2 separate regions of the Bombyx mori genome follow, and region 1 is linked to region 2. Evidence: chromatin contacts called from public Hi-C data. All regions are on one chromosome and are shown on one strand. The core of a region is the stretch at or near the end of the contact, and the rest is flanking DNA. Distances in the headings are between cores, read along the strand shown. Region 1 overlaps E74 (transcription factor E74). Region 2 overlaps E74 (transcription factor E74).

The links. A called contact is a pair of places that touch in the nucleus more often than the background predicts.
Region 1: a contact with region 2 is called in a Hi-C map of middle silk gland, with 1.8 times the contacts expected there. The contact joins two enhancer-like sites. A contact is called at or near these places in 3 of 7 Hi-C or Micro-C datasets (middle silk gland, midgut and whole pupa).

The regions. Positions count from the first base shown.
Region 1 is chr15:694,095-700,409 of ASM3026992v2, forward strand. The region is part of intron 7 of E74 (transcription factor E74); the gene reads right to left. Among protein-coding and RNA genes, the nearest start is that of LOC101739180, 16 kb to the right of the region's middle. Within about 2 kb of position 5,012, at least 2 of the 8 cell types and tissues checked have open chromatin away from gene starts, as enhancers often do.
Region 2 is chr15:625,874-631,982 of ASM3026992v2, forward strand. All of the region lies in intron 7 of E74 (transcription factor E74), which reads right to left. Among protein-coding and RNA genes, the nearest start is that of LOC134200138, 20 kb to the right of the region's middle. Within about 2 kb of position 4,393, at least 3 of the 8 cell types and tissues checked have open chromatin away from gene starts, as enhancers often do.

The DNA.
Region 1 (6,315 bases), core at 3,762-6,261, 69 kb after region 2:
GTAGATTCTGAGCATTGTCCAAGTTAAGCGCTATAAACTACAGACAGCACTTCTCAAACATCATGAGACTCCATAAATTTCGATTGTGACAATGAAAGGCACGATTCAAGAACACATTGAAAACGTCTTGGCTCCAGAACTTCAGAGGGTATCCAAGAGTGAAACTACTAATTATTAAATTAAATAATTGCATTCACTAAGAGTTTTTAGCATTTAAGCTCGTCTAGAGCTTAGATGATGAGAGCTTAATGAAAAAAATAAACATAACTAAGAAGCCGTACCGTAAAATGAAACGGCAATAATAACATTCCACAAAAAACTCGAAATATTTGACAGAATTTTTAAAACAGCAAACGTCCTGTGGAACAAGATATTTAATTGTCATTTAAAATTAATAGTTTCCAATTAAGGGCTACGACACGGTTGCCAAAAACAGTTCTAGGTAACGTACTCAGCACATTAGGTTTAGGGGGTCTTCTATATTTGTCTAAACTTTATCTATTTACATAATACATTTAATCATTGCGTAAATATCTGATTTACGGCCACTATTGGGGTAATAGCCTCTGATAATTAGTGGTATAAAAAGAAATGTTGTCTTTGAAAAAACACAGCGAATTAAAAACGACAATTACAACAGATATTCGGTCGTTTTTATTTCTTTAACTAACGTATCCCATTGAATATGAGACCGCCTGTAATTGGTCACTTTTGCGTTTTTGATATTTATACTTTATTCATAAAGTACGCGTCATGGACGTTATCTCGTATTCAAATCACGTATTTTTTTATACTTTTCAAATTGTTTCGAAGTTCTATGAATAGAAAGTTTTTTTTAAGCTATTGCGTATCTTTTATCGCGGGCGCGGCGACCGAATCAAGAGATTCCGTAACGAAAATAAAACCTTACACCCCTCACTCCGCCTACCACGTAGCTCGCGTTCAACATATTCACACGTTGCGCTTGTGTAGTGTTTGTGAATAAGCGCGCGGCGTCACATCGCACTGCATGCGCATCATGAAAAGTCTACCCATCTCTCTCTCGCGCGGTCTAGCTTATGAGTGTGAAGGGGACAGTTAATGTTTTGCTTTTGTTAATGTTTATAAATATAGCGTGGTCTTATTTTATTATTGTTTTAATATTAAATTATTATTGTCTAATTATAATTGCATAAGTTGATAAAAAATGCTATGCAATAGCTTTACTGCGGCAGTCCCCGAGTGCCACACTTTTTTTTTAATTATCATTGTAGGCAAATATACGCCTTATCTGATGGTAAGTAGTCACTGAGGCTCATTGACATCAGCCAACCAGGGCAATTAAACAATAACAGTGAAGGGGGTCAATTTTTTACCATCAGTATCTCGTTCTAAGTACGGACCCATGAACTACGAACGGAATTCCGTATAATTCGTTAGCGTAAAATTTCCTAGTTGTTTTGACACCCAGCTTGGCGAGGTGTGGTAACGGAGCGTGCAGGGTTCCATCCCAGTGTGACAAACGCAAGCACTTGTGTGCGCGTCACGCCATATTTTTGATTAATTTCAATGTCGGCCATGTTGTTTTTTTGTTTTGACATTTGAAACGAAAAATTTTACACGACGCTTTTTGCGTTTAATGCATTGTCCTATAAGAATAAAGAAAAATCTATACTAGGATTTTAAACTATAAAGTTTGTTAAGAATATCCTGTATTTTTACATGGCGTAGGAATTAGTGCAAAAATTACTGACGACATTTAATTTTTGAATTAGTAGTAGTAGTAGTCGCTATAAATCAATCGATGTTTGCAGAATTAGTAAATACAATAGCAATAAATAAAATCGATCATATTTTATAAAACAAATTTAATTCCTGACACATGGTCGTAATCATTAGCTAGCAATGTGACATCTTGACATTTGTCAGAAATGTTTGACGCCATTATGCGAAACAAAAAATATGTATTCTCAATGTTTATGAGTTATCGATTTTTGCCAATACAAGTGAACAAAAAGTTCTAAAAAAAAACTACTGCAGATTATTAAAACAGGATTCTAAATGGCTCTAAAATTAAAAACACAAATATGTACGTTTAGATGTTATATTTTATATCAAAGCTCATCCAGACAGATTGATCCTGTTGTGCAACTAGCAAGCAACAATTTAAAAGGTAGAATAGTCGTCGAATATCCAATGCGAATGTCAACGTCAACCTTGACACGCGTGGTCAACAGAGAAATGGAAGTTTCTAGAAGTAAAACCCGACCACACTCAATTACGACCGCCGTTTTATAAATTTGACTAATCTGCCAGCGACCAGTGAACTAAATTTCATGCAAACCTTCACTTATTTAATTTTATATGTGTTACATAGAAAAATACCTATCATTCTAATTTGATTGGGACTTATTTCGTAAAGTAAATACGATACACAAACAATTGCGATAATCATGCGTGATAAGCACACGGCCGCGTGATAACATTTCTAGATCTGTACACAGAACAATGGAGCCTAGATATTGTGACAGTGGAATTCTTGTTTCAATGAATACGGGCTGTGAAATCATCGCGGCGTTTCGCACTGTACAGCGTTGCGTTTGAAAAGCTAGCGCAAGCTGGGATGCTGGTTCAATATTACAATTTCTTTATTAAAATGTTGTTTTTTATAGTAAACTAGCTGACCCGGCAAACATTGTTTTGCCTTAAATAAGATTTCTAGGGAATTTCTAGTGTAGAAAAAAAAACTTACTTATTGTAAGTGTGTAAGGATGTGTGTGGTAAATGAGTGAAAGAGGTATGTAGTGCTGTGAACGATGAGGGAATATATAATAAAAATAACAAAACCTCATTCAACCACATAATACCTCATTATAACAAAAAAAAATGTCCAAATAAAAAAAAAGATGTTAGGGGTGGACAACCCTAATCACTTAGGGGTATGAAAAATAGATAGTAGCCGATTCTCAGTCTTACTGAATATGCATAAAAAATTTCATGAGAATCGGTCAAGCGGTTTCGGAGGAGTATGGGAACGAACATTGTGACACGAGAATTTTATATATTAGATTACAGTACAAGACCGCGTGGCAGATCACCGTTACGATGGACCGTCCAAATAAAGGCAGTTTTATACGGTCCCGTCAACCAGTGCAGAAGAAGCGTCGCGGTACGCGAGGAATGGCGACGTCTGGTGAAACGCACCACCACCCGATGTAATGACCACGACCACTCTGTCAAGAGTACAAGCGACTGAGGATGGTAAACTAGTGGCTACCCTAATCGCCCTGCACATGATGTAATGCGCTGTTCTCGAACACAAATACAAGCAGTTTTCTCTTTGAGACCACAGACGACCACTGCTGGACATAGCCACAAGATGGACCGACGATCTGTTGAAGGTGGCGGGTATCCGCTAGATAGCAGCAGTTCAGCTGACGATTAATAACATGATAGCACTATAGCGTACATTTCAAAATTATTGTTCTACACAAATTTTTTGGCACAACGCAATGTATCACGCTTAATAATCAGCTAACGCGCCGTTTTCCACGATGTCGGGGGTATCTGACAGATACTTTGACAATACATTGCCGGTTGACGAAAAAATAGCTACCATAACAAGTATTTAAGTTCAGTAAAAGTCCGATTTTCCTTTACCTCTTCACAATTGTTTTAACTAGAACTTCTTTACAATCGTCTTCGGTATGTGGCTCGTAAAGCAAAGACCATTTCAAATTCTTTAGGTATTCTTTATTGAACAATACCAAAGTCCAGTGCAAGTTGGTCTGAATAGGTATGAGCGGGACCGACCAGGTCAGGGTGACCGCAGACTGTGCGGTTTACGGTGACTGACATATCCACGTCACGGTTCCACCTAATTCAGCGAGCTGAAAACATATCCTCATTCCCTATTGGTGTCACCAAGCATTCCACTTTAAATTCTAAAGTCAATTTGAGAGATACAATATTTAAATATGTTTTTACATTTATTTAAATGCATCTGTCACACGGTAAATGCATCTTCAGGGTAGATATGTGCATAAGTTCGTCACCCGTCTGCTGTTATGTGATCATAAGCGACTAGCTATAACTGAGGGAGATTGATTATGTGACAAAGACACTTCTGGCTATCGAAGCAGACCTCATCCATATTATCTGGAACCGCTGCGTTCATCGACAGTGCGTTTCCAAAGATCTTTTCTGCCACATACCATCCGGCTTATGAACGAGCTCCCCTCTACGGTGTTTCCCGAGCGCTATGACATGTCCTTCTTCAAACGAAGCTTGCGGAGAGTACTTAAATGGTAGGTAGCGGCTTAGCTCTGCCCCTGGCATTGCTGACGTCCATGAGCTACGGTAACCACTTACCATCAGGTGGACCATATGCTCGTCTGTCTAGAAAGGCAATAAATAAAAAAAGGCAGTGGTGGCATTTACGTTGCGATCTCATTGTCGAATTGTCAATGTAAGTGTTAAAGTAAGTAAACATTTAAACTTAATTTTTATTTAATTTTTATTTATTTTTTATTTTTAATAATTATTATTATATTATAATACTTTGTATTAATTGTATGTATATTTACGGAGATATGTATGTGTATATGTATGTGTACATATATGTATATGTATTTCACTGGAATGGTACACAGCGCGTAGTTCGTTTCCAAATGATTGTCCACCTGATGGTTGTGTGGAAGAGATCGCTTTTAGCGATAAGACCGCCAATTGTACTTTTTGTTTTTAATGTATCGCACTGTTTATTTGTTTTTTTTGGTGTACAATAAAGAATACTCTCTCTCTCTCTCTAAGTGCTGTTTCGCTCTTTTGAAACGCGGTAAAAATAAATAGCTATAGGTAGCAACTACCCGTTTAGGTGACTGTCTATTTAATCATAATTACAGTTAAGTTAATTGAACGCTTGAAAATAAACAATTTTTCCGCCAAGAACTTGTAGAAGTAAGAGTAATATCGTTTCGTATGTACATATGTTGTTAGGTCCGCGTTATGCAGTATCGGGACACGTGCGAGTGAGCGTGATCGCCGTCTTGTCATTGACATCCATAAGGTTCTCGCGAGGGATCGAGAAAGGGCTCCCCTAGACTTAACATCTGAAGTTCTGTCTGCGAGTTCGCGTCATGAAACAGAGACGCGTTCGGGTTTGAAACATCGGCTCTGTGGTATCTATAGGCACTGGTGACCGTTTTGACCATGTTTTTCATAATCAAGGAGACTTCGTCATATCTTTAGACAGCAGAGTGAGTGTGGCTCTGAGCGACAGTGACCACACATGAGGTAAACTAGATGCTAGTAGTATCCGTTTTATTAGAACAAAGCTTATCTGCTCTTTCGAACCTTTGGATCAATTATCTCGTGGCTGACATATGCAGTGTGGTACTTTCCCAAATAGACGCATAGCAAGCCACCTACGTATGGATGTGATGGTTAACATTTTCATTAGCTGAGCGGTGTACTCGTATGCTAACTGAAGAAATAAGGAGCTTATTCACGCGACACTAGTCACTGATTAAAAATTACATTAAAATATCGATAACTATTGCGAGTCTGTTACTAAATTAATATTATTAATATACCTATACTATACATATAGTTATGAATATATGCTTGGCGTCTCTTCCCGTAACTCGGTCGTGTTTATAATAACATAATAATATGAGACGAATAATTAATTATTTAAAAAATATGGCACAAAAGCCCGAATGGGGAAAATCTTTATGAGACCAATTAAATTACTCATAGTGTAATATTGCTTTATCTGGTTCTTCTTGCAATTTCCGACATTGTTTCGGCTCTTTTTGCACGCGCGCTTATGCCTCAAAGAGTTATCGCAATATAGACTTTAGACAGGATTATCATAAAGGCAGTAATGCGTTTCGGTTTGAAGGGTGGGGCAGTCGTTATAACTATACTGAGACCTTAGAACTTATATCTCAAGGCGGGTGGCGCATTTACGTTGTAGATGTCTATGGGCTCCAGTAACCATTTAACAACCAGGTGGGCTGTGAGATCGTCCAACCATTTAAGCAATAAAAAAAACGCATGCGGAATAGGCAGGCACACGTCCGCCACGGTCTCTAATAGATTAGATTAGACCGAAATAGGCGGTATTGTGTTCTTTGCTCATGTGTACTCACAACTAACGAGTCCATTTTAATAGAGCTAAACATTCAAAAAAAGCTCTCTGCCATCTGCCAAGAGCGTGTTGTGAGCTTCTTCGGACACATGCGGTCTCACGCATAGAAGGCAAGCGCACTGTGGGCAGAATACCACCCAGAGGGTCAGATCTGGTTAAGAAAGCGGTTGGTGGTGAATTAT
Region 2 (6,109 bases), core at 3,143-5,642:
AGCTCGTCCACTCATATAAGCAATAAAAAAAAAGGTAGGTAGATTCTGCGAAGCACTGCTCTTGCTAGGGCTAGTGTTAGCAATATCACCGGCCTTGAGCCCCTTGAGATCACCTACTGCTCGGTGAATCTAGTATGACTCCTTGAGATCACTAGAATAGGTAGGGAAAAAAATTGAACGTGAATACACTTCAGATTGCGCATGTAGAGTGCGCTTTAGAAAAACACAAGTTGTGCTCTGACTAGTGTTGGGTCATGCTGATGCATCACTTGCAGTCCGTTAGCAAGTCAGTCGTTTAATTCAAAGAGTGGAATAGCCGTAACACATTCACGAATGGAGGTTATAAACATTAGGATCAAAATTAATTTGGGTTATCTAGGTCCGACGCGAACTAAAGTCTGCAAACAATGTCATGAGATCCCTGATTCCAGCACGCTCTTGTCAGTTCTGTGTTCTTTGTAAAGTCGCTTCGGGGAATCTTTAGGGTTGTGGTGTAATACTTCGAGCGAAGATATGGTTACCTTTCTTGTGTTGTAATTAAAGTGCTTATTATGAAGAGATCACACTATTGCCTACAAATTCGTATTAAATACGCATATTAATATAGCTTGCTAGCCATAAGTTGAATATGAACTACAACCAAACCTATATTTGATATATTCTGACGTCACATCCTGCAATATAATATGACGCATACATAAAAAAAGGACAAAAACAAAAATCATTACAAAGCCATGCTCTCAATTTTGGGGAAGTCTCCTTATAGAAGTGAAAATTTCTTCGCCATCTTGTGGAGAGACTTCCGAACAAGATATAACACTTGTCGGTTCATTTCTCGTGTGTGTTAACTGCAATCTACTGGTGGTAGGACCTCTTGTGAGTCCGCGCGGGTAGGTACCACCACCCTGCCTATTTCTGCCGTGAAGCAGTAATGCGTTTCGGTTTGCATGGTGGGGCAGCCGTTGTAACTATTCTTTGAGACCTTAGAACTTATATCTCAAGGTGGGTGGCGCATTTACTTTGTAGATGTCTATGGCAGTAACCACTTAACACCAGATGGGCTGTGAGCTCGTCCACACATCCAACCATTAAAAAAAAACATATTTGTTTTAATATTTTTATTCTGTTAAAGCTCTCCTATATTATAAATATCAATACACGAAAGCATCATTGGATATATAGGTAGGATAATCGTATCCATGCAGGGCAATATATTTAGTTCGATCATCATAAAAATACAATAAATTTGGAACACAGCAACAATGTTTAAATCACAAGTCTAGATTTTCTGTAACCGACTTTAAATATACAAGTACAAAGTCAACTTCTCTTGAAGGCACAGTTCAAACACTATTAGTTCGTCTTGGTTCTTGGAAGGAACTTATTATATTAGGCCGAAGGTCCCAGATGTGCGTCTAGACTTCGATTTCGCTTACATTTCTTTAAGGTTAGTTTCCATTTGAGTTTTATTTTCCGAGGGACACCGATGCCAATTCAATGATTTTTTAGGTCGAACTCTGATTGAATTAAATAGTGTGTTTCATGAGAGTAGAAATAACTTTGACATTTTAATCGTTATTTTGTTTCTTCAAATCTAATATTTGGGTCTATAGTTTGCTTTTGGAAACACTCTTCAAAGGTACTGCATATTGTACTGACTCAGGAGATAATAATGTGTGAAAAGTTAAATAAAAACCATTTGACAATTAGGATCACTTAATGATACGTAAAATAAAATTATTGATAAATGTATTTGTTTTTAATCTAAAATTTAATTAATTTATTGTATCTTGTTGAATAAAATTTTGTTGACCACAACTTTAATGTCCCGTTAATTGAGGTAGGTATTAAAATGGTATGTAAAGAGGGATAAATACAATCTCAAAGCTTTAATATTTTAAAATACGTTCTTTTATTGCTTAGATGGGTGAACGAGCTCACAGCCCACCTGGTGTTAAGTGGTTACTGGATAACGTAAATGCGCCACCCACCTTGAGATATAAGTTCTAAGGTCTCAAGTATAGTTACAACGGCTGCCCCACCCTTTAAACCGAAACGTATTACCGCTTCACGGCAGAAATATACTGGGTGGTGGTAGTGGTAGTGGTGGTGGTACGTTACGTTTCTCCGGATCGATGCTATAAACGCCAGTCTATATCTTCGCTTGTTCGATGTGACCTAACCTCTCTGAGTTTATAGTCATAGAAAAACCTTCGGGTCCCGGGGCGTTTCAGGACACTACACAGACTATGTAGACTGCTAATTGAGATAAATGCTTGTAATACACATATATACTGGCTGTATATACCTACTTACGTACTGTTTGTCTAGATGAAATTGTACGACAAGGATTTTACGAGATGGCTATCACAGTAACATCTTTACAACGATGCGTTGGTCCGTTTATTTTACGGAATCCGATTTATTAAATTCCTTACTGTAGGTACGGTAGGAATGCTTTGTTTAATCTAAACAATATTAATACTAGATTCTTTAAATCAAGTGTTCGACATAATTATAACATCTTTTCAGTTCCATTAAAGGGCAGATCTTTAAAATAATAGGATTATATTAAATACTAAGTTTTTATTTCGGTAAATTAGTGTGAAGTTATTAATTGATGCGGGTATGGCAGGCGGTGACGTCATAGCAGTATAGGCAGCCATATTGTGTCATAAAATTCATAAATTATAACAAATTGATATGTAATTGAAATAATCTTATGTAATTGAAATAATGTTGTGATCAAGTTGTTGTGTTTGGCGGGTAAATAAAATAATGCTTTGTACATTTATGGGTAATACATAAATATGTACGTACTTTGAAGATCTTTGACGGCATATTTATTACAAACAAAAAACACGCAAATTTATAATTATACTCCTTATTTTGTGCAACATTTGTCGTTCAATGACATTTAATTTTATCATTAATTTAAAAAGTTGCTTTCAAATTCTGAGTTTAACAGACACGGCAGTTTGTTTATGGGTTATAAATAGAATAAAAATATATTACTCTTGTCACACAATCAGCGTTGAAAGATGTCGGGTTATTTTTTTTAGCAAACATTTGGCACTGGAAAGCGGCATATTTTTTTTTAAAATACAGGATAATGTTTTAAACACAGAAAACAAACAACATTCTCTAGGAATATAAAAAAAGGGCAGCTTTCTTTGATTTCGCAAATAAAAACATCTGCAACGAAATATAGACAATAGAATAGGTACCGTTGCGAAATTCCGTTCCCGAACGCAGCCATAAAATTCGCAAAAAAACCTTTTGCACTTTGAAACGGAAAAAAAGGAACTGTCAAAAATGCCGCCAACTACAACGCGGGTTTTTGAACGGTAGTTTTTTTTTTTTTTTTAAGTTTTTTGTCAGTAGCTAGGGTGTACTCCCGCTATTGACGGCAGGTATATTTGTTGAATAAAAAATTGGGTTAAGTTTTTTTTTTTAAGCAGATGAAGCACCCGAGGTGTACTGTTACGGAAATCGGCGGTTTTTTACAAAAAACTCCCTTATTAACTCGAATACTTTTTCGAAGTCTGTAATCTGTTAACATGTTTTGTAGTAAAAAGCTCGTAAGTGGTTCAGTAGGCAACATTATTTTTTTTCGAGACAAAGCTGCTTTTTCTTTTAAATATTATATTTCCTGTCAATAACGCCAATTAACATTAAAAGTTAAATTGAAAATTACGAAATTCGGAAAATGGAGAAGTTATTATATTGCTGCTAAGCCCGTACTACCGAGAGGCCACAGGTAAGAGTCTCGCACGCGGTCGAGTTTATTGTGTAACGGCTCGCGGTTGAAGGCCAGACGGTCCCACGCCCAGATGTGAACAACAGATCATTGATCGCGCATCAGCATCGCAGTTTATCTCCGATCAGTTTCATAATTTAATTAACTGTTTATTGAAGGAAACTTTAAATGAAAAAAATTGTGTACATGACCATGTTTCTAGTGCACAGAGAAACGTCAAAAGGAAAGTTTGATCTGGTCCATCCAGTTTTAGAAGCCCTAGTGAGTATTGTATAGTAAAAAAAAAAAAGAAATTAATTGTCTATTGTTTTTAAGTGACAGCTCATTTACGGCAAAAGCCTAACCCTGCTCACAGCCTATGCCAGTGTTATTGTTAAACAAAACTTCGGAAGTTGTAAAACAGTTTACTGTTTACAAATAGACGATTATTTAAGATTTTCAAACTTTATTTGTTTTTGTGTCAAAACGGATGCGTCGCCGTCATTTGAATACTAAAACTGCATTTAAAAAATCAGTCACAAGTTCGCGTTTAATTCAAAAATTTATCTCTTTCGCAACTACGTTATTGAGCGTACGTTAGACAGAGACAAGGTGACTGCAGGAAGCTGTTCAAAAAAAGAACAACCCTTCCTTACCCTTTCGGGGCATTTTGTTGTTTATATTATAGCAAAAAAGTCGTATGTGTCGTTAACGATAATCAGTAATCGACTCAATCTTTATGGCTCTAAAAGCTATTATAGCTTGTTTAGTTGACCGTTTACGTTGCATACAAATGAATAGAGTATTAATATAATTCAAAACTGTTTTTTTTAAGCTTGAACATTTTCGAACAGGTAGTAGGTCAGTGTGAAGAACACTATTCGATTATACGTAATCCAATTGGTCTTTTTTTGAATTTTTTGAAATATTCTAGAATACTTTTCTGAATACCTACCTATACAATTTTATACCCTCATTTCATACTATAATAATAATAAATAATAACTTCATACTATAATAATAATAAATAATAACTTAAACTAAATAATAATAAATTAAACTTCCCTGAACTTGAAATGTACTTTGAAGTTCGTAAACATGTACTTATTCCATATTAATATCGACCATCGGTTATAGAATTTATAGAATATTTCTTCACACTTCGAATTAGTAAAATTTTAATATATAATACATTATATATTATAATTAAATGAACAAAGAAGTCTCGGCGTTCAAGACGATAGCGTTGAATTGACATTCAAGTTCGTTGTACTTACATAATTAACATATATTATGAATACATTTAAAATTCATTTAACTAGTTTTGATATATTATTTAGATATACGATACTTCTGCCTTCATATTAATTAATTTAAAAAAACATTTTTTCTGAAGTTATTGATGTGCATGAGCAATTTTGACGGCTTACCATTAGGAAAGCTGTGTGCCCGTTTATCTTCGTAGATAATAAAAATAAATGCATTTCAGATAATGATTGCATTGTAGTCTTGTTTTATGTTTCAAGTTACAATACGGAGTGTCAAAATAAAAAAACTAAATTATTAAATAATATATATTTTTTTAAATGGCTATATGTATCTACATTAGCTTTACTTCGCGACTAAGCTAGGCTAGTACATCGGTACCGATCCAGAAAATATATATAACCGTATAAATAGATGCATTTAAAAATAAATAAGTAACATACATAGAGGTCAACGACCCGTCGCGAAACACGATATTGTTATGTGTCTTCATACATGCAGTTTTATATGTCACATTTGCAATTGCTGACTCAGATAATGACGTACACGGAACGTAAGTACTTATTGCATCGATCGTATAGCCGACAATCACGTGGAAGCGATGTGGACAAACGACTTTTTAATTTTGAGATGTAATTCTTCTTGATATTTGTAAAATATATACATCTAATTTTGATTTGTTAGGAAACAAAATGTGTGTCCTTTTTGAATTTGTTTTTATTGTCATTGTAGGCAGATGGTATACAGCCCGCCTGATGGTGAGCTGTTACCATCGCCCATGGACGCCAGTAATACCGGGGGCAGAGCTAAGCCGCTGCCTACAGTTTAAAATACCGTACTTACCATATAAAAAATGTTCATTAAATATTTCAATAGTTGACTGTGGAAGACGGTGAAGGGAGACTAATGACATTGGCACTGTATCACGTGGTCTTACTGGTGGTAGGACGTCTTGTGAGTCCGCACGGGTAGGTACCACCACCCTGCCTATTTCTGCCGTGAAGCAGTAATGCACAAACCCTCAAACGCAATCAACAAAATGTTTTTTAAATATCAAACCGATTCACGTACCTCACCTACTCTAAATACGGATAACAATAATTG